Regions from separate parts of the Mus musculus genome. Here regions 1, 2, 3, 4, 5 and 6 are each linked to region 7. A link is a contact called in public Hi-C, HiChIP or PLAC-seq and promoter capture Hi-C data. All regions are on one chromosome and are shown on one strand. Each heading gives the region's core, a stretch centred on a gene start, on an enhancer-like site or on the middle of the called end of the contact. The rest is flanking DNA. Distances are from core to core; before and after follow the strand shown. Region 1 holds the start of Metrn (meteorin, glial cell differentiation regulator). Region 2 holds the start of Chtf18 (CTF18, chromosome transmission fidelity factor 18). Region 3 holds the start of Ube2i (ubiquitin-conjugating enzyme E2I). Region 4 holds the start of Mettl26 (methyltransferase like 26). Region 5 holds the start of Msln (mesothelin). Region 6 holds the start of Brpf3 (bromodomain and PHD finger containing, 3). Region 7 holds the start of Uqcc2 (ubiquinol-cytochrome c reductase complex assembly factor 2).

The links. Promoter capture Hi-C pulls out the DNA fragments that hold promoters and counts their contacts. Hi-C and Micro-C count contacts between places; a contact is called where the count stands out from the background. HiChIP or PLAC-seq counts read pairs in DNA pulled down with a chosen protein or histone mark. Capture Hi-C pulls out chosen DNA fragments and counts their contacts.
Region 1: a contact with region 7 is called in a promoter capture Hi-C map of liver, with 2.4 times the contacts expected there. The contact joins the promoter of Metrn here to the promoter of Uqcc2 in region 7. A contact is called at or near these places in 1 of 39 promoter capture datasets (pre-B cells), 1 of 115 datasets of contacts at active chromatin or transcription factors (pancreatic cancer cells) and 2 of 9 other capture datasets (adipose tissue and liver).
Region 2: a contact with region 7 is called in a promoter capture Hi-C map of liver, with 3 times the contacts expected there. The contact joins the promoter of Chtf18 here to the promoter of Uqcc2 in region 7. A contact is called at or near these places in 2 of 39 promoter capture datasets (liver and pre-B cells), 1 of 115 datasets of contacts at active chromatin or transcription factors (pancreatic cancer cells) and 1 of 9 other capture datasets (liver).
Region 3: a contact with region 7 is called in a Hi-C map of B cells, with 6 read pairs. The contact joins the promoter of Ube2i here to the promoter of Uqcc2 in region 7. A contact is called at or near these places in 2 of 39 promoter capture datasets (both in liver), 1 of 484 Hi-C or Micro-C datasets (B cells) and 1 of 9 other capture datasets (liver).
Region 4: a contact with region 7 is called in a promoter capture Hi-C map of pre-B cells, with 2.8 times the contacts expected there. The contact joins the promoter of Mettl26 here to the promoter of Uqcc2 in region 7. A contact is called at or near these places in 2 of 39 promoter capture datasets (embryonic stem cells and pre-B cells) and 1 of 115 datasets of contacts at active chromatin or transcription factors (pancreatic cancer cells).
Region 5: a contact with region 7 is called in a FOXA1 HiChIP or PLAC-seq map of pancreatic cancer cells. The contact joins the promoter of Msln here to the promoter of Uqcc2 in region 7. A contact is called at or near these places in 1 of 39 promoter capture datasets (liver) and 1 of 115 datasets of contacts at active chromatin or transcription factors (pancreatic cancer cells).
Region 6: a promoter capture Hi-C map of pre-B cells shows a contact between it and region 7, with 4 times the contacts expected there. The contact joins the promoter of Brpf3 here to the promoter of Uqcc2 in region 7. A contact is called at or near these places in 1 of 39 promoter capture datasets (pre-B cells) and 1 of 9 other capture datasets (liver).

What each region holds. Positions count from the first base shown.
Region 1 is chr17:25,795,487-25,798,379 of GRCm38.p6, reverse strand. It overlaps Metrn (meteorin, glial cell differentiation regulator), which reads left to right and starts at 1,335. Exons shown (of 4, transcript NM_133719.2): 1 at 1,335-1,515; 2 at 1,739-2,139. The coding sequence starts at 1,418.
Region 2 is chr17:25,725,967-25,728,810 of GRCm38.p6, reverse strand. It overlaps Chtf18 (CTF18, chromosome transmission fidelity factor 18), which reads left to right and starts at 1,396. Exons shown (of 22, transcript NM_145409.2): 1 at 1,396-1,564; 2 at 1,691-1,870; 3 at 1,963-2,110; 4 at 2,262-2,436; 5 at 2,839-2,844. The coding sequence starts at 1,474. Rpusd1 (RNA pseudouridylate synthase domain containing 1) reads right to left here and starts at 1,094. Exons shown (of 6, transcript NM_028009.4): 1 at 964-1,094; 2 at 420-608; 3 at 165-288. The coding sequence starts at 601.
Region 3 is chr17:25,271,837-25,275,017 of GRCm38.p6, reverse strand. It overlaps Ube2i (ubiquitin-conjugating enzyme E2I), which reads left to right and starts at 1,587. Exons shown (of 7, transcript NM_001177610.1): 1 at 1,587-1,697. Gm17801 (predicted gene, 17801) reads right to left here and starts at 894. Exons shown (of 1, transcript NR_027452.1): 1 at 1-894.
Region 4 is chr17:25,873,883-25,877,110 of GRCm38.p6, reverse strand. It overlaps Mettl26 (methyltransferase like 26), which reads right to left and starts at 1,611. Exons shown (of 6, transcript NM_026686.2): 1 at 1,385-1,611; 2 at 989-1,151; 3 at 832-891; 4 at 549-616; 5 at 372-450; 6 at 1-161. The coding sequence starts at 1,581. The coding sequence ends at 114. It overlaps n-TGccc7 (a tRNA gene), which reads right to left and starts at 2,023; the gene lies at 1,953-2,023.
Region 5 is chr17:25,752,951-25,756,016 of GRCm38.p6, reverse strand. It overlaps Msln (mesothelin), which reads left to right and starts at 1,639. Exons shown (of 17, transcript NM_001356286.1): 1 at 1,639-1,674; 2 at 1,795-1,885; 3 at 2,200-2,243; 4 at 2,593-2,639; 5 at 2,955-3,066. The coding sequence starts at 1,798.
Region 6 is chr17:28,799,843-28,802,672 of GRCm38.p6, reverse strand. It overlaps Brpf3 (bromodomain and PHD finger containing, 3), which reads right to left and starts at 1,547. Exons shown (of 13, transcript NM_001081315.1): 1 at 1,312-1,547.
Region 7 is chr17:27,132,391-27,135,319 of GRCm38.p6, reverse strand. It overlaps Uqcc2 (ubiquinol-cytochrome c reductase complex assembly factor 2), which reads left to right and starts at 1,429. Exons shown (of 4, transcript NM_026063.2): 1 at 1,429-1,580. The coding sequence starts at 1,443.

The DNA.
Region 1 (2,893 bases), core at 86-2,585, 1.3 Mb after region 7:
TCTCTGAGCGCAGGTCCAGGCCAACCGGAAGGGTTTCACTCGGAACCTGGAGGATCCAGAAACAGAGCCCTGGGGGTGGGAGAGAGAGAGAGAGAGAGAGAGAGAGAGAGAGAGAGAGATCCTTGGGGACCTGCCAAGGTTCTTCTTCTATTTTCCATCTCCTCCACCCTCCCTTCGGTCAGATCCAAAGGACAAGCTGCTCCAAGGAAGCTCTTCCCCATTGGGGGGTTTCACAGTGGCTCTATTTTATTTTAAGAGGTTCTCGGGGGGGGGGGGATAGGGGATTTTCAGAGGGGAAACCAGGAAAGGGGATAACATTTGAAATGTAAATAAAGAAAATATCTAATAAAAATATTTTTTTAAAAATGAACAACAAACAAAACAAAACAAAAAAAAGAGGTTCTCATGTAGCCCACACTGTCCTTGAATTCACTATGGAGCCAAGGATGCCCTTGAACATCTGAGCTGCTTCCTTTACTTCCTGCCCGCTGGGATTACAGGCAAGACCCACTACACTCTCAGTTTAACATTATTTTAAAGATCAAAGCCAGGGGTGTATGCCTGTGTGGTAGGTGCTCTATAACCTAGCTACATCCTCAGGCTGCCTGGGATATCTTTCTGATTCCCTTTCGGTTGATCTTGACTGTAGGAATGGCCTGTACTTTGGCACCGGCAGACTACCAGGCTTTGTCAGTCAGGTGGGTCCCTAGGCAGGTCCTCTAGAACGCCTCATTTTTTTCTTAGTATCCATTTAACATTGGAGGAGTGTGTAGTTAGGTCTGAGAATGTATGGTGGCAGAAGGAGATCCACACTACCCACGCTACTCCTTCCAGACCTAGCCAGTATTCTTTCTTTTCCCCAAACCGAAGGTTTGGCCTAGCTCCATGCTCCAGGCCCTCTGTACCCTCCCTTATGAGATGCAGTAACACAGGGGTTTTAATCTCTTTTCCTTAAGTACCAGCAGCAGGATACCAGTGTTCAGATTTTGGCTGCAGACTCTACTACTTCTCTTACAAAGTCCCACTGCCCCGAGGTCCACTGAAGGTAAGGGGTGGACAGCCTTCCAGATTCCAGTCGACAGCGAACCCCACCAACCCACCAAACGTTCCTATTGGGGATCTCCAAATGGGGAAACAGGAGCGCTTTCTACATCAACCCTGCCTTGGACCGAGCTCCCGCCTTGAGCCCGCCCCACCCCCTCGAGGGTGCTGCAATTGGAGGAAAGTTCTGCGGCTTGTGGCGATTGGTCCGAGAGCAAAGGCCCCGCCCCCTAGCCCCGGAGCTCAGAGGGGGCAGCGGCGAGGGGTCGCCGGTTGTGGGGACGCGCCGGGCCGGGCAGCCGCGCCGCGGGCTGCTCGCGCTGCGGCCCCGACCCTCCCGGGGCAGCAGTCCGAGGCCCCGGCGCGTCCCCTAACCATGCTGGTAGCCACGCTTCTTTGCGCGCTCTGTTGCGGCCTCCTGGCCGCGTCCGCTCACGCTGGCTACTCGGAAGACCGCTGCAGCTGGAGGGGCAGGTACCAGGAGGGACTGCGGGGAGGGTTGTGGGTTTATTTATTTATTTATTTTATTTTATTTACTTCTTGGGTTGGAGGGTTCCCTCCCACTTGGAACTGAGGAAACGCAGACTTCAATGTCCTGTTACACAGAGTAGAAGCAGATGTTGGTAGCCGCGGGAAAAGGGATGAGCGGGCTAGGGAACGAGGGTCACCCACCTGAGAACCACCGTCCTGTCCCCAGCGGTTTGACCCAGGAGCCTGGCAGCGTGGGGCAGCTGACCCTGGACTGTACTGAGGGCGCTATCGAGTGGCTGTACCCAGCTGGGGCGCTGCGCCTGACCCTGGGCGGCCCCGATCCGGGCACACGGCCCAGCATCGTCTGTCTGCGCCCAGAGCGGCCCTTCGCTGGTGCCCAGGTCTTCGCTGAACGTATGACCGGCAATCTAGAGTTGCTACTGGCCGAGGGCCCGGACCTGGCTGGGGGCCGCTGCATGCGCTGGGGTCCCCGCGAGCGCCGAGCCCTTTTCCTGCAGGCCACACCACACCGCGACATCAGCCGCAGAGTTGCTGCCTTCCGTTTTGAACTGCACGAGGACCAACGTGCAGAAATGTCTCCCCAGGCTCAAGGTCTTGGTGTGGATGGTGAGTGATTATGAGACTGGCTGGGTGTCAGAAATTGGCCCTCCACACTGACCTGATGGGACTGGGCCTTGCCACCCCATTGCATGGAGAGTCCTTCTGTAGCTTGACAGAGGCCACTCCGGTGGAGAGCATAGTGGCTTCCAGGTCGTAAGGAGGTGAGTTGGAAGTGCCCCCGCCTTTCTCTCCTCCTCCTCTTAAAAGATTCGGTTTAGGAAAAGAGCAGGAGGGGGCAAATGCCCGAGAGGCCAGCCCTGGGTCTCTGGTTTCTGAAGGATTGGGGGAAGGGTTAAGCTGAGGCAGAATCAAAGCCTATGGCCAAGGCTGTCCAGGGCTCCCTGGCCTGGTGGTGACCTCCTTCCCCTCCCCCCAAGCCCAGCCAACAAAAGTCCAGTGTGCCTCTTCGTCACCATGGAGACTGCCTGCCCTGCCTCCCTGCAGGGCACCAGGCCCAGTGCTTTGCTCTTCTGGAACTTGTAGCCTGACCCTGCAGGGAATGAATGGCTCTCTGACTGTTCTGCCCTAGCTAGAGACCCCCCCGAACTGGAGTCCACTAGAATATCCCTAGCTAGAGCTGGGAGGTCACAGAACGTTTCCCAGTGTTAGTCTGAGTTTATGAGATGGTACCAAGCCTGTGTATGAGGCACTGAGGTGCCCATCAGTAGGCATGTACCTGCAGGGTGTCTTCAGGCTATAGGATGCTGGGAGAAGGGTTTAGTCTCTTGCTCCTGTACCTTTTCCTCTTGGGAGGAGCTGT
Region 2 (2,844 bases), core at 147-2,646, 1.4 Mb after region 7:
ATCACATGCAGCTCACTGGGCCACACTGTCATCTCTGAGAGGAATGTGGCTGAGCTCTAGATAGGCACATAAGCCTGGCACGGAGCTTCAGTTGAGAGGCCTGCTGGAGTAGGCTGTGAGCCTTGGGTCTCCACACAGCATCCCAGGAACTGGCCAGGACTTACCAGTGCCAGGTAGGCTTTGGTGACTCGCCGTTCCTTGAAGCATTTATAAGCACTGCCCGCAGCTGCCTTATTCAGGGCTACGCACAGTGCCCCACTGGTGGAGAAGTCCAGCTGGTGGCAGAACCTGGGAACGGGCAGAAGAGCAGCAGTGGCTGGACCCTGTGGTGCTCTGGTTAGCACCTTTGTGGCAGAGTCCAGTGTCCCAGCATCCTTTGGAAGGATGCTGCAGTGGGGCTCTCCATGTTGGCTGTGTACCTGAACCCATAGCAGGTGTCAGGGTCAGCCAGCTCTGGGAAGTGGTGTCGGAGCTGCTTCTGTAGGGTCAGGGTCTCCCGCCAGGTCTTGCTATCAATGCGCAGGTCCCAGTGCTTGTTCACCACCAGGAAGTCGCTGCTCTGGTACACGATGGACAGATTTTCCATGCTGCCAGGCTCCATGGTGGGGCTGCACGCAGGTGGGAGTGAGCCTGGGGTAGGAGGGTGCCTGACCTGGTCTTCAAGTACTGTACACACTTACTGGGGCCAGAACCTGCTGGAACCCTTTATGTCTTCCACAAGGGCCCATGCCAGGGGTGTCAGCTCCGGAATGGGAGTCTGGCCAAGGTCAGGTGATTCTGACTTGCCATGGACTCAGGGTTAGGGAGCTCTCCCTGACTTGAAGTGGAATAAACAGCCTGGTTGTCCAGCTCACGCCTACACACTTCACGCTAGGTTATTGCCCAGGACCACCCAGGACTTCAAGCGCTCCCTAACTTGCCTCCCACCAGCCTGTGACCACAGGCAGACCCTTTAGGACTTACCTGCAACAGGGCCAAGGGACCAGGATGTCAATTCTCAGCTCTGCATCCAACCTCGCTTCCCTATACTAGGAACCAGGTCTTGGCCTGGCTGGCGCGCAGCTCCGCCTTTTCACCCTGCCCATTCCACTTTCCTAATGGATGGTCGTACTGGCCAATGGCATTCCGGGCCTGGAGCTCCGCCCACTGAAGAATGGTAAGGCCCTACCCGAATAGTCTGCGCACGCGCTTTTTTAGTCCCACCTATTTCCCCGCCTCCCCCACGGATTACTTACTGTACAGGCCAATAGAAAGCGTTCTTGATCCTCCACTCCAACCATTGAACTATTATTCCTCTCCTCCCGCCCTCTGGGAGTAAGACCCGCCCTTCCCCGCTGGCCAATGGCGGGCGCCTCTGGGAACGTCGGCTGTTGATTGGCGGTATTGGAGGCTCTCGGGGCGGGGTAGCGCGCGGTGGCGGCGGCGCGGGAAGTTCTGAGGGACTCTGAGCTGTGGGAGTTGTGGTCTGGCTCCATGGAAGACTACGAGGAAGATCTGTATGGTGTGGAGGATGATTTCCAAAACCAGTTCGCAGCTGAGCTCGAAGTGCTGGCTGAGCTGGAAGGTGGGCGCGGGTCCTGGGTCGTGGCTGCATCCTGCTGCAGCATGGAGAGCTGTGTGGATGGGATTGGTAACGGCTGGGAGTTCGCTTCTTAATGTGTGTTGCTGCTATCAACCTCTGTCTCAGCAGGAACACGGGACCAGGCTCCTCCTGGGACCCTCCAAACTCCAGCGAGCCGCCCTCCGCTAACCTTCGAAGAGGCCATCGCTGGTGGGGACACTGTCCCGCGTCCCTGCCCTGCAGGGTCGCCAGGAAATGTCAACCGCAATACTAGAAAGAATGTTCGTAGGGACCAGCCCGCGCCCTCCAGTATGTCCGATTGGGGACTGAGCACTTAAAGTCGGGGAATTCTGAGGATCAGTTTTCTATTCTTTCACCTCTTTCTGCCTCTGTCTCTGCAGGCCCCATGGTCAAACGACCCAGGTTGGACGTGGTGAAGAAGCTGAACTTTGAGCCAGATATGGAGGAGCTCTTATATCCAGATTCCCCTCCTGGGGACATTACCCCTCCACCGAGTCCAGAGGTCTTCCCTGAGATGTTGGATGCTGGGTGTGTTGCTTAAGGGCATGTAATTCTGACTTGGAAAGCTGCCTGTCCCTGCATGAGGCTCTGGAAGTGGATGTCTATGGGACGGCAAGAGGAGTGAGTGTGGGTCAAGCACCCCATTTGAGAGTGACAGGGAGCTGCTTGTCTCTCCTAGGTATTCAGATGCTAATGCTGACAAAGACCTCATGCAGACATTGCCAAGTCCCCGAAATCGCAATCCTGTCCTGAGACGGCCTCCTATCTTAGAAGATTATATCAATGTGACATCCACAAGTGGAGAACGGGCCTTTTTGGTGCTTCGGGCTGACCTCATAGGCCCTGGGGTGCAGGTGTGTGGCCATAGCATGGGGTTTGCCATGGTATTGGTTCTTTTATGTTGCCAATAGGCTCTCAGCAGGTTCTGAGGCCAGTTTCACCTATCTGAATTGCTAGAAACAGGCACGCCAGGTAGTCCAGTGTTGGAAACAGCAGTGCTACTTTTGAGGCTACGTGGCCTTAGAGTGCCGCCTTGTACCCCATATATTAGCTTTCTGTTTTTCTTTTCCTCTTCACCTTAAAGCTGACTTCCCTTGGACCAGGCCCATCTGAGGGCCATATCCATCCCCTCTCTAATTAGGAAAGGTCATTTCTGTCCCTCTGTCAGCCTTTTTTGGGGGGTGGGGAGAGAAGGGCACTGTGGATGCCTCCATGACCTGGGAGGGTTATAGAGATGATAAATCTGTCTTGCCCAGAACCCT
Region 3 (3,181 bases), core at 338-2,837, 1.9 Mb after region 7:
GAATCACATAGAACAGGACTTCAAGGTCAGTTGGAGGCCAGGCAGGGATAATGCATAGGACCCTAAACTAAAAAAACAAAGTAAAAAGATTACTGGGCCACTCAGAGCCACCGGCCACAAAATGAGAGCCCCCAGACAATCTGCTGATAACTTTGGTCCCAGATGGTACAATTCACAGGCCAACATCCCTAAGTGCCCAGGAGCCACCAGACTTGGAAGCTGTTTTGCAGGCTGGGATGGATCCAAACCAGATCTGTTGGGGGTACAGATCTAGTGTGTCAGGAACTTGTATCTAAGCCGACCTTGTCTACAACTCAGCCCCAATGAGAGACCAAGGTCCCTCAGGATCTGGTGCTCACTGTGATCTTAACTCTTAAACAGTACGGCTACGAACAGGAGGAATTAACAGGGTGAGCTCCAGGGAATGTTGGACAATTGTGGGCAAGGGGCATGGGACCTTAGTTCCTGTTTTGGGGCACCCAACAACCTCAAAAGGTAAGAGGAGAACGAAGGAAGGAGAGAGTGGTGAGTAGATGGACGGAGATACTGACAGATGAACACTGGAGTCCCTGGCAGCAATTGGACCCATAGTCCAAATTCCCAGGAAGCCCTTGTTGGCTGCAACTGGCCCCGAAAGGCCTCCAGCACGTGCCAAAAAAAAAGGAGCAGGCGCCAGAATGGCCACCAGGGGGCCAGCCGACGGTTCTAAGTACCCGTCCCGTCGGTGAGTCGGTGAGGAAGCATCCGAGCTGGGTTGCAGAGGACTGGCCGAGGAAACTGGACTAGGCCACGGCGTGACAAAAGCGTGTCCAGCGGGGCCAGCAGAAGCCGCACAGGGGTTTCAGGTGGAACTAAGGTGTGGGGTGCGGCACAGGGAAGAGGCCTGGGGCGCGCGCGCGGGGGGGGGGGTCCGCGGGTGCTGCCCCTCCCCCACGGCGCAGGCCCATTCCCCTCCCCCACTAGGGGGCTAACTCGTAGGTTAGGGAGCATCCACATTTCTCTCCCCGTCGGTTTTGCTTGCGTTTGGCCCTTTGTATGAGGCTAGTTCATTGGATAGTTTCGAGGTTCACCCCGCCCAAGTTCCTGAGCTGGCCAATTGCAGAAAGTGTCACAGCGCGCTAAGTTCCGGGGATCGTCACCGTACTGCGACGATTCCCAGGATGTTTAGGCCTCAGTGATCTTTGCTCCCGGGACTCGGGCCTTGAGCCCAAGGATACCTCCAGAGCCTGTGCCCGGGAAGGTGCCCTCTGAGCATCCGGATGACCCTTGGGAATCTATGCTTCTTTTTCCTCACACGACTCTCTGATGTGTCCTCGAGTGGACGCGCTCATCCCGAAGAGGAGTTTGCAGACGCTCCCTCGAGCCTAGGACGCGGCCCCTTTAAGAGTGCGGCCGTTCAGGGCACCGCCTGCTTGGACAGGCGCCCTGGGCTCGGGCTCCTTAGGCGGTCGCGGGCAACGAGGGCGCGGCAGCCGCGTGCGGGCTGCGGGAAGCTCGTGTTTAAGTAGACGCGTAGGCCACCGGACGGGAGGGACGGTAAGCTGAGCAGGCGTGTGGCGGGCAGCCCAGCTCAGGCCCCGCCCCGCCCGCTGGGGTCCTGCGCTCCGTGCTGCGCGCGGCGGGCGCGGAGGGAAGTCCCGAGACAAAGGAGCGCCGCCGCCTCTGCCGCCGCGACGGTCCGGGCCGCGGTCGCCCAGGTGAGCCGCCACCGGCCTGCGCACGCACTCCCATCTTCGCCCGGACTCGCCGCCGTTCCCAGTGAGCTTCCGGGAGGCGCCGAGCGGAGCCACGGCGGCCTCCTCTCGCTCGCGGCCTCCGAGTCTCGGCCTTCGGGGCACTAGGGCCCAGCCGCTGTGCCACGGGAGAATACAGGGTTGGGAGCACGGCCCACTGCCCCCCTACTCTTGGCGAACTGAGTTCCGCCGACCCCGCAACAGATAATCTGAGCTTCCCAGTAGCTCCCAGACGCGTTCTGGGCGGTGCTGGGCTCCGTAGTTAGGCGAGTGAGAGTGCGGAAGGCCGTGAGTACTGGGCCGTGTCGGGGCCTGTAAGCACCCGGAGTCACATCAGAAGGCTTCGTTCGTTACCGAGACGCTAGGCTTGTAGCTTGGGTTTTTGTGGGGGAGTCTTGTGTATATTCTCTGCCCCACCTTCCTTTATTCTTAAGGAACTGTTGTTTTAGTGGATGAGTTAGTTACCTGCCTGCATAGCAGAAAACGGGCGTCGAAGGGGAGTTTGTTTTCTTTCTAAAGGTATTCAGGCTGTGAGTGATCGCAGTCCTGCCCTCCTCTGGCTGTCTCTGCCACTGGAAACTTAACAAACAGCGTGGTATACTTACTGAAGGATCCTTAGGGCCTACAGTGTGCATTCGAGTAAAAGAGGCCGCTTCGCCCTATCCAAGCCAGCCGTAGTGCCTGGTACCCATGTTCCCTCTGCCGAGGTGGGCGGAGATAAGCAACCTTGCACAGGCTCTCTGACCGGTAAGTAGCTCTGAAGTAGGTGGTGTCGCCAGACAAATACTGTACACTGTAGGAAGCCTGGAGTCATAAGACCCATCCCTGTATGTCCTTCCTGTCTCTAGTAGTGGGGAGGGGAATGGTTTTTTGGTTTGGTTTGGTTTAGTTTGGTCATTGCATCACAAAACTTTTAGCTCGTGAAGTGACTGTTTGCCTGGGAAGGCAAGTTGTGTTTAAGTGGCTTTTGGAGTGCTTGCGGGAGCAGCAGCACTGCCCCCCAAGTTTCTGCCTAGATCATTGCCAGGGTGCTCCTAGGGTTCCTTTTCCTCGACCGTGGGGCAAAAGGCCTTTAAGAGTTCTGATAAGAGCCACCTCTCACTTCTCCCTGTTTTTGAGACAGGATCTCTTGTAGCCAAGGCTAACCTTGAACTCTTGGTGATTCCCTGGTTCTGTCTCCTTAACACTGAGTGTCCAGGCAAGAGCAGTTGAGCTAGCTTCTCGGTTCTTCTCACTTAGGATAGCTGCAGTTGGATGCTAGGACAGAGTTCTCTGGGCACACAACTTTATCCTGAAGTCAGTTACAGCTGTCCCAACAGCTTTGTGTGGCCCGGTGTCCAGGCTTCTTTCTCCAGAGCACTGGCCCCGGGCTCCAGAGAGAAACCTGTTAGGAAACCCTGCCCAGACTTGCTTGCCATCTTCTGCCATCTGATTGGCTGGATGAGGAT
Region 4 (3,228 bases), core at 362-2,861, 1.3 Mb after region 7:
GAACAGGTTCTCTACAGCCCTGTGGCCACCAGACCAGGAGGGGCTAATTTATCCCAAGGACTGAGGGAGGGGCTGAGGTCTAGCTTGTACCGTGACAACTTTTGACAGAGATGCTATTCTTTCCGAAAAATCAGGCACTTGTTGTTGGCTGGCATGTCCACCTGGAAAAACGCTTTGCTGGAGTGACTTGGTTTTTTTTTTGTTGTTGTTGTTTTTGGTTTTTTCGAGACAGGGTTTCTCTGTGTAGCCTTGGCTGTCCTGGAACTCACTCTGCCTCCCAAGTGCTGGGATTACAGGCGTGCGCCACCATGCCAGGCTGGAGTGACTCTTAATCACAGGGAGGCTCCCCACCCCCACATCGCCCTGCCTACCATCCTCTCCAGGACCAAGCCACTGGCCTGGCCTAGTTCCTCCAGAAGGACTGTGTCACGAAGCCCCCACTCTGGGTTCCTGCAGTTGGGGAGGAAGGTAGAAGGCATTTGCAGAGTTGAGGTTATGATCCCGCCTACCCTCTCTCTGAGCCAAGCTACCTCCTAGCCAGATCTGACCTGCATCTGAGGGTCAGGTCAAAGTCCACGTTGCTCTGGGGAGAGATCTTCCCATTGACGGCATAGGGCTGTGAGAACAAGACACAATACATAGGCCCAAAGTCAGTCGTTCCCACACAGCTAGTTTGCAGGATAGGATGGAGTTCTTTCCATAGGAGTATAGAAAGAATAACTTTTTTCTGCACTCAAGAAGGAAAAGGGCTAGCTAGGTCCCGGGCCCTGGGCTTCAAGAGTGGGGAAACACCCAAGGCTGATAGGGGTGTCTTAAGGTAGGGTCACTCACCCCGTAGGTGATCAGCACAGCCTTGGTTTTGAGCAGGTGTCCTGCTGCTCTAAAGAGCCCCTGCAGAGGAAGGCAAGTAGGGCACAGTAAGCCGGGAGCTGGAGACTCATGCTTTCCTCTTTGCAACGTGAAAGCTGGGCTCCACAGTGGTCCCCACCTCTGTGCAGTTCAGGGGGCTGATGTGGATCATATTGATGCAGAGCAACAGGTCCAGCGATCGGGGTGGGATGCCGCCCCATTGCTCCCACTCCCAGGTCACGTCCAGGTACAGCGGAGCCTTCACATTGGACAACCCTTGGGCTCGGGTGGTGGCGGCAATGCTGTGGAGAGCAGCAGCGCATGGGCAAGGGCTGACGAGGCCCCTCAGTGATCGGGGTGTGGGGGGAAAGTCCTGAGGAGCAGCAAGCGGGTATCTTTGTCGACCCTACAGCCCATTGCTTCTACTACCTCAGTCTGGCACCCAAACCTAGGCCTGTCCTGATTTCCGGTCTGCCAGCCCCGCCGTTCACTCAGCCCCAAGCGGCCGCAAGGGAAAGACACCGCGCCGCCGCACCTGTCCAGGCAGCGTTGGTCCACGTCCGACGGCTGCCACTCGGCATTCGGGAAGGCCTGTGCAAAGTGTGCCGCGTGCTGTCCAGAGCCCGAGGCCACCTCGAGCACGCGAACACAGCGCTGGGCAGGATCCACATACTGGCGGAGTACGGACAGGATGGGCTCCTTGTTTCTCTCAGCAGCCGCAGCCATCATCATCGCAGCGGTGCGGCCAGCCCCAGCCAGAATGCGCGCGGGGCACCACGGGAGCTGTGGTCCAGCTCCTGCGCGGGGCACTACGGGAGTTGTGGTCGAAAGGGCCAGCCGCTTGCAACAGTATAACTGTTAGGAGGCCTCTCAACTCCTAAAAGGGTTTGCATCTGCGGGAAACTGATTCCGGCGGCCGGGATTTAGCGGTGACTTCGGACAAGGAACAAGGCTCGAGTAGAGGCTATGGTTTCCTGGAGTCTTTCAGCTGTATTTGTTTAAAAGCTCATTTGTTGCGTTTGCGCCTCACCTTTTTTGGAATGGTGTTTAAGATTGCAAGGCATCCTTCCTTTTCAGAGATGAACGGGAAAATAAAAAGAACATGCGCCGCCCGGGAATCGAACCCGGGTCGCAAGAATGGGAATCTTGCATGATACCACTACACCAGCGGCGCTGTTGAGCGAGACTGCAGTCCGTAGGGCATACGAATTGTGACGCAAGCATGTTAATGTAACAGCATTATGCCTGTGTCTTTTCTGTTGCGCTCCGTTTCTCTATTGGCAAGCGTTTGCAGAACAACATATCCCACCAGATCCCAAAGTGTTGTTGCTGTCGTCCAAGGGAAAGGAGAAAATGTGGGTACCGTGAGATTTATAGACAGGATTTGGTTCTGCGCCATGGAAACCATAGCGGTCGCGATCTCTTGGAAGCCTGAGGTCGCGCTCAGGTCCTGAGGTTCAACAAGCCAAGCCTTGTGGGCATGGGCGGTAACAGAATGGAGCTTGGGGAACCCAGATGCAGGAATCCTCGGGTCTGGGACACTTTGGGCTCAGATGAGCTTTGTGTGACGCTGAGACGGCTGGCATTAGCTCGAGGTCCACGGATAGATAGCAGGAGGCGGTCAGTGACTATTGAAATGAAATTCGAAGCGACAAGTGCACGGACAAGGGTACTTCTCTGATTCTCACCTTTGTGTGGTTTGAAGTGGTTCATTTCTCACAGGGGCTGGATTTTAGAAAATGTCCGAGACGTTCACGCTTGATTGCCAACAGTTAGTTCAAAGGTTGCGTGGGCTACTCTGCCCCATACTACATCATGGAGCTCAGGGTTAAACATGGCTCCTGCTTGGGGCTGTGTTTGAGGTGTCTATTCAGCCGGAGTGACCAGGGGTGTGAGTGTAGTCAAACTGTTAAACTATGTGAGTGACATGGCCCAAGGATGAGATATAGGGTGGCCACTCTAGAAATGCCTCTGAAAAGTTATCAGTCCAGACTCGGGGAAAGTCCTGAAGTCCAACCCCTCACCCACTCTGAGCAGCCCCTGACAGATGGTTATGGATGTCTGACATTGGTAGTGACCTTGACTGGACCTGAGTCAGACTCTCCCTTTTACAGCCTCAGCCTCTGCATACCTGGCTTGCTTTTCCCATAGATTATTCGTGGGATTTTGGGCAGAGGAGCTGGGGGTGTGAGCATCTTCCATATGTCCAAGTTCAGGAGAGGTCGTGGATGATTCTTTCTCTCCATCAAAGTGCAACACTGTTCTAAACATGCCCTGTCTCAAGGAGAGCCCCTGGAAGAGGGCCTGGGACAGCCAGGGAGCTACTTAAATTTCAACTGGGGCCTGTTGGTGGTGGTACTGGAGAGTCAGAGGCTAGTC
Region 5 (3,066 bases), core at 390-2,889, 1.4 Mb after region 7:
TGGCCCCTGTGTTAACAACCCACCCCTGTTTTTTGATCCCACCCACCCTCACCCACCCAAGCCTGACCTTTGCAAGGAATGTGGTCTGACTTCATTTCCTATCACTCAGGGCTAGCCCTCGACTGGGCTGGGGGGAGGCTTTGCATGTGGCTGTAGAGACAGCGCCAGGCAAAGAAGCAGAGAGAGGCTGTGATTTTTTTTTTAACTGTAACCCCTCACCTGCCAAGCTGGAGGGAACTGGAGGGAGAACGCCCACTTCCCCTCACAGTCCATGCTGAGGAGCCTTCTGGGGAATAAGGGACAATGTTGCCTGGCTATAAAGGAAAACCAGGGTCAGCTCTCTCCATGGCTAGGTCCTATCTTAGAGTCCTAGACAGGGCCAGCAAGGCCTGGCATAGATTGGTGCTCAGCAGGTGTGTGGGTGATAATTGAGCAGGGGGTGCTGACGCTGATCACAGGCGATAACTGAGCAGTGGATGCTGATGCTGACCATAGGCAATAAGGGGTGGGCAGTGGATGCTGATCGATGCTGATCATAGATGGTAAGGGGTGGGGTACATTTGAACGACTCTCCTGTGTTCCTCCAGTCCTGGGACCCCATACCACAATGCCATGGAACTGCTGTGGGTTTTTCTGTTTCACACTGAGATGCGTCCTTTGTCCGAGACAAGTGGGTACCAGAATCTTGAATTCTACATAACTATAGGACAGTGGCTCCCATCTGCATCTCTTAGGATGTGGTGTGAAAGATGCAGATCCCAGGGCCTGATGCTGCTTGTAGAGGCTCTTAAGGAACTCACACTAAGGCTGATAGACAGGTTTTGATTGACATAAGGCTGGCTGCAGGCTTCATAGTCTCCTGGGTTGAGGGGAGACATTAAGACATGTTTCTTGCCTGGGCTCACCTATCCTACACATCGTCTCCTGGTACACAGTTTGCTCTACCTGCTCAGGGGCTTCTTAGTGCAGGAGCCTCCTGGCCTGTGAGGTCTCCCCAGACAATCCCTACTGCTGGGTTGTTCAGGTAACTCACATACGGGGGCATGAGAAGTCCATATTCTGAGCAATGGGGGGGGCCAAGAGAGACCTGAGATAAAGTCAGCTAGAATACAGTTCCACACATGTTGAGGAGGGGAACAGCTCCGCACTCACCCTGTCCACAGAGCCCCTGAGCCCCACCCCAGAGGGGACACTGGATTGCCTGGTACCCATTTATTTACCTGCTATCCTGATCACACCAGAGCTTGAAAAACTCTCATAGAAGCCATGTCACCCAAAGGGACTGATCTATGGAAGAGACATCACCCCCCTCTACAGCGTGGTCAGCCTGATGGGGCCATGTGTTTGTGCAAGTCACAGATACCTCCAGTCCCATGCCTCAGGCCCAGGGGTGGTCCTGCGTAATTCCCAGCCTGAACCACTCAGTGCTCCTGGTACAAACGGCGAACCCGTAACAACCGGAGCAGGAGATAGCCCTGTCTCTTTGTCCTATACTTCCAGTTCTGCCCTGCCCTGTGAGGCTGGAGGGTGAACTCAGCTGTCCACTGCGCCTCACAGCAGAGGTGCCCCACTGACTCAGACCCAGTGCCCCTCCCTATAGGAGGGCTGGTTTTCCTAGGGGCGGGCCTGGCAAGCGGTCAGTGTGGAGAGTCTGCCTAGTAGACACTACTGCAGGTGCTCACAGAAGTTGGACAGCTGCTTTCCCAGGCCCAAAAGCCCCTTCGTTGTCTCCAAACAGTGGTGTGGGTTGAGGGGTGGGACAAGTGGGGACCTCAGAGTCATTGTTATCCACAGACCATGGCCTTGCCAACAGCTCGACCCCTGCTGGGGTCCTGTGGAAGTCCCATCTGCAGCCGAAGCTTCCTACTGCTTCTCCTTAGTCTTGGTGAGTATGGGTTGGGCTGATCCCCAGGAAGTGGTTAAGGAACCTTCATGAGTTGGGAGCTTGCTTTCTCCTTGGGTCATTGCTAGGTGACCTGCGTTCCAGGAGGGTTAGGACTGAGAACAGTGAAAGGCCTGGAAAGTGGGGACACTCCGAGCAGGAATGATCCCTAGGCCTACAGAGCATAGGCTATGACACAATGGGGTGAGAGGCCTTAGCTCTCTCTACACCCAGTGGGCTGTGCAGAGGGCTGGGACCAGAGAGCAGCCCAGTTTTGCCCCGGCCTCTCTTGTAGCTTTGTACCCTCTGGCTCACAGGGTGGATACCACGTCTGCAGACCCAGACTACAAAGACAAGCCAGGTGAGGTCCTCTGAGGGAAACAGAAGGATTTTCTATTCTAGTCTTGGGGGTACGGAGTGATGTTTTCGGTACTTTACACATGAATACATACCATCCCTTAGTGTCACTTTTCAAAGAGGGCTGTGGGCAGAGTTGCTGATCCCAGAGAGTGGCAGAACCCAGGATGTAGCTGGGCCCTGAAAGGAGCTGAGTTGGAGACAGTGGAGCCCTTGGGTGTTAAGTCCCTGGCCCCAGAGGTAGCCAGACTCAGACAGTATCTGGACCTTGCTCTCAGACAGTTGAGACCAAGCTCTAAGGTAAAGAAGCTCCTATCTGCTTGGGAAATGTCAGTCAGACCTTGTTCCCTTAGGAGGCCACACTCCTCCATGCTGTGAACGGTGCCGCTGACTTTGCCAGGTGGGTTCAGTACCTTTGGGGGCGATCAGGAGCCCTTGTGGGCTGAGTGAACAAGTGCCAGACATCCAGGTTCCCAAATTCTCTGTCTTGTCTGATCTCTACCCACTCCCTCCTGACCTGGCTGGCTCAGAGTTAGGGGAAGGACTGTGTCCCAGGGCCCAAGTACCTTGTCCCTCAGGTTGTCACTTGTCCCAAAGAGGGTCATGAGAAGCCCAGGGTTATGAAGGAAGGGCTCTGGGCAGGCAGGCAGGCAGGCAGGCAGGCAGGCACTTCCAGAGGGACAGTGTTGGATTCAGATCCCAGCCCTGTCCCCAGTCTCCCCACAGGCCTCTTTCTTGGCCTCACATGTGAGGAGGTATCTGACCTGAGCATGGAACAAGCCAAGGGGCTGGCTATGGCTGTAAGACAGAAGAACATTACACTCCGG
Region 6 (2,830 bases), core at 298-2,797, 1.7 Mb before region 7:
AATTTAAAAAAAATAAAAATGTAATAAAAGCAAGGGCAGAAATATCTACTTCTTAAGGATGATCAATAAGTCACCATTGACAACCACAGTGTAAAGGCCTCTCAGTCCCAAGGTGTGACTTAAGTTAACCTGGCTGTGGAGCAACCTGAGGCAGGCATACACCACCATTTGGAGCTAAAGGACCTTTACCGCACTTCTGTTCAACCCGAAGCCCTGAGGGCACGAGATCCCGTACCAACCTCAAGGTCTCAAAAGTAGTCCCAGCCAACAGATTCCATTCCCCAATTCTCCAAAGGCAAGCAGCCTCTGGAGAGGAAACACACACTTCAGTATCGATTTTGAAGAATCTACAAGAACCCCATCCTGTAGTCTCAGAAGTCGTCTCCATCCCCATTCGGGGCTCCCGCGATGCGATCACAGGGGGCAAACCCATGGGACCCAGCTGGGCTACTGCCAGGGGAAACCAAGAGTTTCGCCTACAAGGAGCTAACAACTAGACCAGGGTTGGTATTTTTTTTTTGGCGGGAGTTTCCTCACGTACACAACTCTTCCCATACACACACTGCCGAGTACCCCCAACAGCCCCCTTCAGAGACGTTCTTAGCGACCCGGGATCCCCAACTCGACCACCTCACCCTGGCCCCCGAATGAGGAGTTTCAACAATTGGACGGAACCCGCCCTGCACGCCACACAAGGGACTCATGAGACCAGGTAAGACTCCAGACAAGGTCTCTGTCCCTTTAAAGGGACTCCTCTTCCAGTGGAATCTTCACGACACCCCCCGAAGGAGAAAAAAGAGAAATATCTCCCCCTAAAAAAAACAACCCAGAGGGTAGGCGCACCACAGATAGACGCAGAGTCCGACCCTCACAGAGAAAGCGAGCGCCAGCGAACGGCGGAGGGGTGGGGAGGGGGGGGGAGGACGCGGAGATGCAAGCACTTATTGGCCGCCCAACCTGCCCGTCAAGGGGGAACCCGTGCGCCGAGGGCGGCCCCTGAAGGCGGGACTCTGGTCTAGCCAGGCCAATAGGGGAGCACGGGGAGGGCGGGGCTTAGCCGTTTGGCTGCCAGGACCGGGGAGAAACAAGATGGCGGGTGCGGGAGGGGGTCCTCGCTTTGCAGCTCCCTTCCGCGCGCTTTTCCCGGCCTCGTCGCCGCCCTCGCTCCGGGGGAGAGGTCGCGCGTCACCCCCACGCCCCATCGGGACACCCCTGTGCGCCCCGGCCGCCCCCTCGCGCGCAGCGCTCGCTCCCCGCCGGCCCCCGCCGCCCCCGCTCGCTCCGGCCCCGCCGCCGCCGCCCCCATTTTACCTCAGCCGCCGGCCGGGCCCCTAGCTTCGGGGGCCCCCTGAGCGCGAGCGCGGCCGGCCGGGTGAGCGGCCGGGCGAGCGGGCCGGGCGAGCGAGCAGCTCCGTGCGCGGCCCGGCTGAGGGAGCGCGGCCTCCTCCCGCTCCGGCCCTCCGCTCCGTCTCCCCGGGCCCGGCCGCCTCTCCCGGGGGAGGAGGGGGAATGGAGCCACCGCCGCCACCACCGCTGCCGCCCGCCACGGAGCCCGGCCGAGGGGAGGGAGGGATCAGCCCCCAGGCAGGATCCGCCCCTCGGCCTCCCCCCGCCACCTCCACCCCTTCCCTCACTCCCTCCCCGGATCGAGCCGCCGCACGCGAAGCGGGAGCGCGAAAGCGCGGGGAGACCGGAGCGGATGCCCCCGCCCGAGCCCAGCCCGGCGCGGCGGCAGCGGCGGCGGGGAGACGGGCGGGGAGATGAGCGCGAAGCGGCAGCGCCACCTCCACGGGGCACCGTCCCCGGCACGGCCTCACGGTGGCGGTGCGGACGCGGCGGGGCCGCTTCACCCTGGGCCTGTCCCAGAGCTGATCTAGTCGGGGTTCCCACTCTGAATCCACGGAGCGGTGGCTCACCCCATCCCAGCCAGAGCGTGGGGCCACCCGCCGCCCCCGAGGTGGGAACGCCCATGCTCCCACCCACCCACAAAGCTCGCCCCAGGACGACCCCGGAGGGCCACACTGTGTGTGGCTTCCCAGAGTGCAGGTGGCTGCGAAGCCTCCAGAAAGTCGTCCCTCCCCAGGCCCCCGGGACAAAGGTCTAGCGATGTCCACCCATCCCCTCCCCCAGTGCGGACAGCCCGGGAAAGACCCGTGCCTGTGGTGTGTGTACAGGTGAGCCTCTCCTGGCACACAAGGCTGCCACGGACCAGACTTTTCCATCTGTGTGGAGTTTTTTTTTTTTTAAGTAAACATAAAAGTTTGACAGTCTGCTTAAGCGTGCCTCGTAATTCCGTTTGTCACTCTAGGCATGGGAAATACTTTTCCCCTTGAATTTGATTTGGCCAGGAGTCGGTTAATTTAATGCACTGAACGGCTTTCTCAAAGGCAGCCTGCCTGTCAAACAGCAACTCCCAGACTTTGAAGTGTACTCAAGCTGCCTTTTGTTCTAATAAAAGAAAAAATAAATAGAAGAAAAGGTCCCTTTGCCCCTCCACGAGCGCATGTACCTATAAATTTGAAAGCTTACCTCGTGACAGAGATCTTAAGCACCAATACTTAATGATGCTTATAAAGGATATATGGATAAACTGCTATCGAAGATGAAGATGAATGATATATTTTGAAAGCGTTTCCTCTACACGAACGGCTGGTGAGACTTTCAATTGCTCGATTGGCTCTGGTATCCAGGACCTGGGTACTACAGTTGAAAGAGTAGAGAATAAACATTTCTCACGGCCCAAACCTTGTGTTTTTATTTACATTGAAGTATAGGTGTTCAGCATCCTAAGAGTTGAGAATTTACCAGTTGAGTGAAGCATGGAAGTTGG
Region 7 (2,929 bases), core at 180-2,679:
AACACAGCCTCACCTTAGCTGTGTTAGCCATGAAGCTGGGTGGCTTTCCTGAGGTTCATTTACTCCCTACTTCCAGGCATTGAGGGCCCCGGGTGGGCTGGAAGCCACAAGGGCCCACCCAGGTATGGCTTTAAAGAGCACTCGCCTGGCCACAGCCAACTTGGGAGTCAGGGGTGGCGAGACCCCTTGCCCTGTCTTGGGCTGTAGGGGGAGTAACTTGATGGCAGCAAATGGTTCTCCCTTCCACCTGAGGTACAAGTGTGGTAAGAGGTTGAGAAAGGTGCCAGGGTGCCAGGGAAAGTTCGTGCCCACTGCCTCCTTCTGTGGTCTCCCTTCCTCTACCGGCTACACTGCAAGGGCTGGCCAGACAGACAGTCCCGTGAGCTGCCCCACCCCCACCCCAGGAATTGCTCCCTAGGTTGTGAATGTTGAGAGACATTAGGGTCTGACAGACCTAGTTTGGAATGTGGCTTTGTTCATTCATTCATTCATTGAGCACTAATTTACAGAGTGAGTTCCAGGACACCTGGGGCTGCACAGAGAAACCTTCTTTCTCAAAAGAAAAATCACACACACACACACACACACACACACACACATATGATACCCATGTGATATATATATTATGTTAAATTTTGCCATAATAAAAACACTCATTCTTAGAGCTAGAGAAATTAGTTATTAAGAGCATTTATTGCTCTTACAGAGAATCAGGTTCGGTCCCCAGAACTGACACATGTACATGGTGCAGGTAAACACTCATACATATTAGAATAAAGAAAACACACTATAAAAAAATTGTTTTAAAGATTTCCAGGCTGCAACAATGTTTTTGGTTCTTCATAAGAAACCGCTCCATGTGGTGAGCAATGTGACCGGGAGGCTGGAGATGTAGCTAAAGAACTCTATCAGAGGTCCATGTGGTAGAGATAAGTACAGGGTGATGAGTGTGAGTGGGGCAGCTGTGTGTGTGTGTGTGTGTGTGTGTGTGTGTGTGTGTGTGTGTGTGTGTGTGTGTACACGACGGACGGTGTGTGTGTGTGTGTGTGTGTATGTGTACACGACGGACGTTAAGATCAAACACATATCCATCCAATAACAACCTGTATTTACATGCAAATGTTTCGTTTATGCAAAACAGCAGAGGTCTCGGGGGAAGCTTTTTCAGTCTCGAGCTTGTGAAGTCATTGAAAACGAAGAGCAAAGCTTTCCCCAGGGTACACCGCGTTAGCTTTGCCCCTGGGAGCTGGGCGAGTACCAGAACCAAGAAGCTGAAGAGCTCAGACCTCGCTCTCAAAGGTGAGCAGCGCCGCTGCCTGGAGGGGTGTGGGCCGTTGGTAGAACTGCGCATGTCCACGGGGAAGGCCAGTGCGCCTTAGTGCGCACGCGCCCTCTGCGGTCTTGACTACTCCCCCCCAGGGGCGGGGCAAGCGGGGCCCAAGATGGCCGCTCTCCGCTACCGGCGTTTCCTTAAGCTCTGTGAGGAATGGCCAGTGGACGAGACCAAACGGGGCCGGGACTTGGGCGCTTACCTGCGGCAGCGGGTAGCGCAGGCCTTCCGGGAGGGAGAGAACACCCAGGTGACCGGAGGGGAGGAGGGTGGGCACGTCGAAGCGATGGGCGGCAAGGGTGGGGGATCTGCGCATGCGTCGGCCGCTGCCAGGCTGCACGTGCGCGAGGTACCCATCTTGCAGTTAGCTGCGGAGTGCGACGCCTTCTGCGCAGTTTCCTTCCTTGTCTGCACAGTGTAGTAGTCAGTGAAGCGGCCCTGAGGTCCAGATGCCACTAAAGAGTCAAATTGTAAGGCGGGGTTGTTTCTTCCTTACCATCGTTAATGTGTCTGCGAGCCCAGCCTATCCCCAGACACCTCCAGCTAAGCCTCACTGCCTTCCGTCACTGTGAAACTGAGTCTCCCACACAGGTCCCTTGTGTGAGTAGTAGACCTTCTCGCCCCACTCAGGTTTAGGTTACCTTACCAAGCACGGCCATGTGCATGCATAGAACTAGGTTAGTTTCCAGGGAAATCGCAGTGAATTAGATGAGGTCTTTCTCCTTTTGCCTTTGGATTCTTATTCAGGACACGAGGAACAAATAGACTCATAAGACAGTTCCAATGAGTACTCTGATCGTGGTAAATGTAACATTAGTCGGGTTCCTGAGGCTTGCCTGAGGAAGTTACACATAGGTCGGTCTCGAGGCAGGGAGACAGTGAACACTGACTGCACTTCGGGAAGGGTGGCCAGGCACTTCAGAGGAAACCAAACTGACATATTACAGAAAAGAAAGCAAGCCTACGGGTAGTGAGTGGCATGTCTACAGCTAAGATTTGAAGCTGAAGGAAGGCAGGAGCCAGGCACAATACAGATTTTTTTTTTTTTTTTTTTACCAACAGATATGTCTCTGTACCCTGTTAATGCAGTGCCCACTGGGGCCAGAGGAGGGCATTGGATCCCCTGGAACTGAAGTTAGAAGTGGTTGTGAGCCACCATGTGGGTACTAGGAATCAAACCTAGGTTCTTTTTAACTGCCCAGCCACCTGCACTAGGGGTCAGATCTTACCAGGAAGCAAGGGAGAAGCCACCGGGGACATTTAGTCAGGGGACTGACGTGCCCTGATTTTCAAAGGTTCCTCTGGTGCTCTGGCATTGGGGAACAAGGAGCTGCAGAGAGCCTGCCGTGGTAGCACCGGAAGAGAGAGATGCCGGTGGTGGTTTGGATAATGGTAGTGGCACAGGAGACAGAAGTAACAGAAAGCAGACCATAATGTGCGGGTCACATCAGCAGCGCGGGTGTCCTGGATGTGGGGTGAAGGAGAGGAACCAAGGACAGCTCCCAGATTTCCCCTTTTCTTTTTTTGGCTTGAGCAGCTGGTTGCTGAAACGGGAAAGACTTAGATGGAGCAGGTGGGGTGTGGGAAGTGCATCGCACA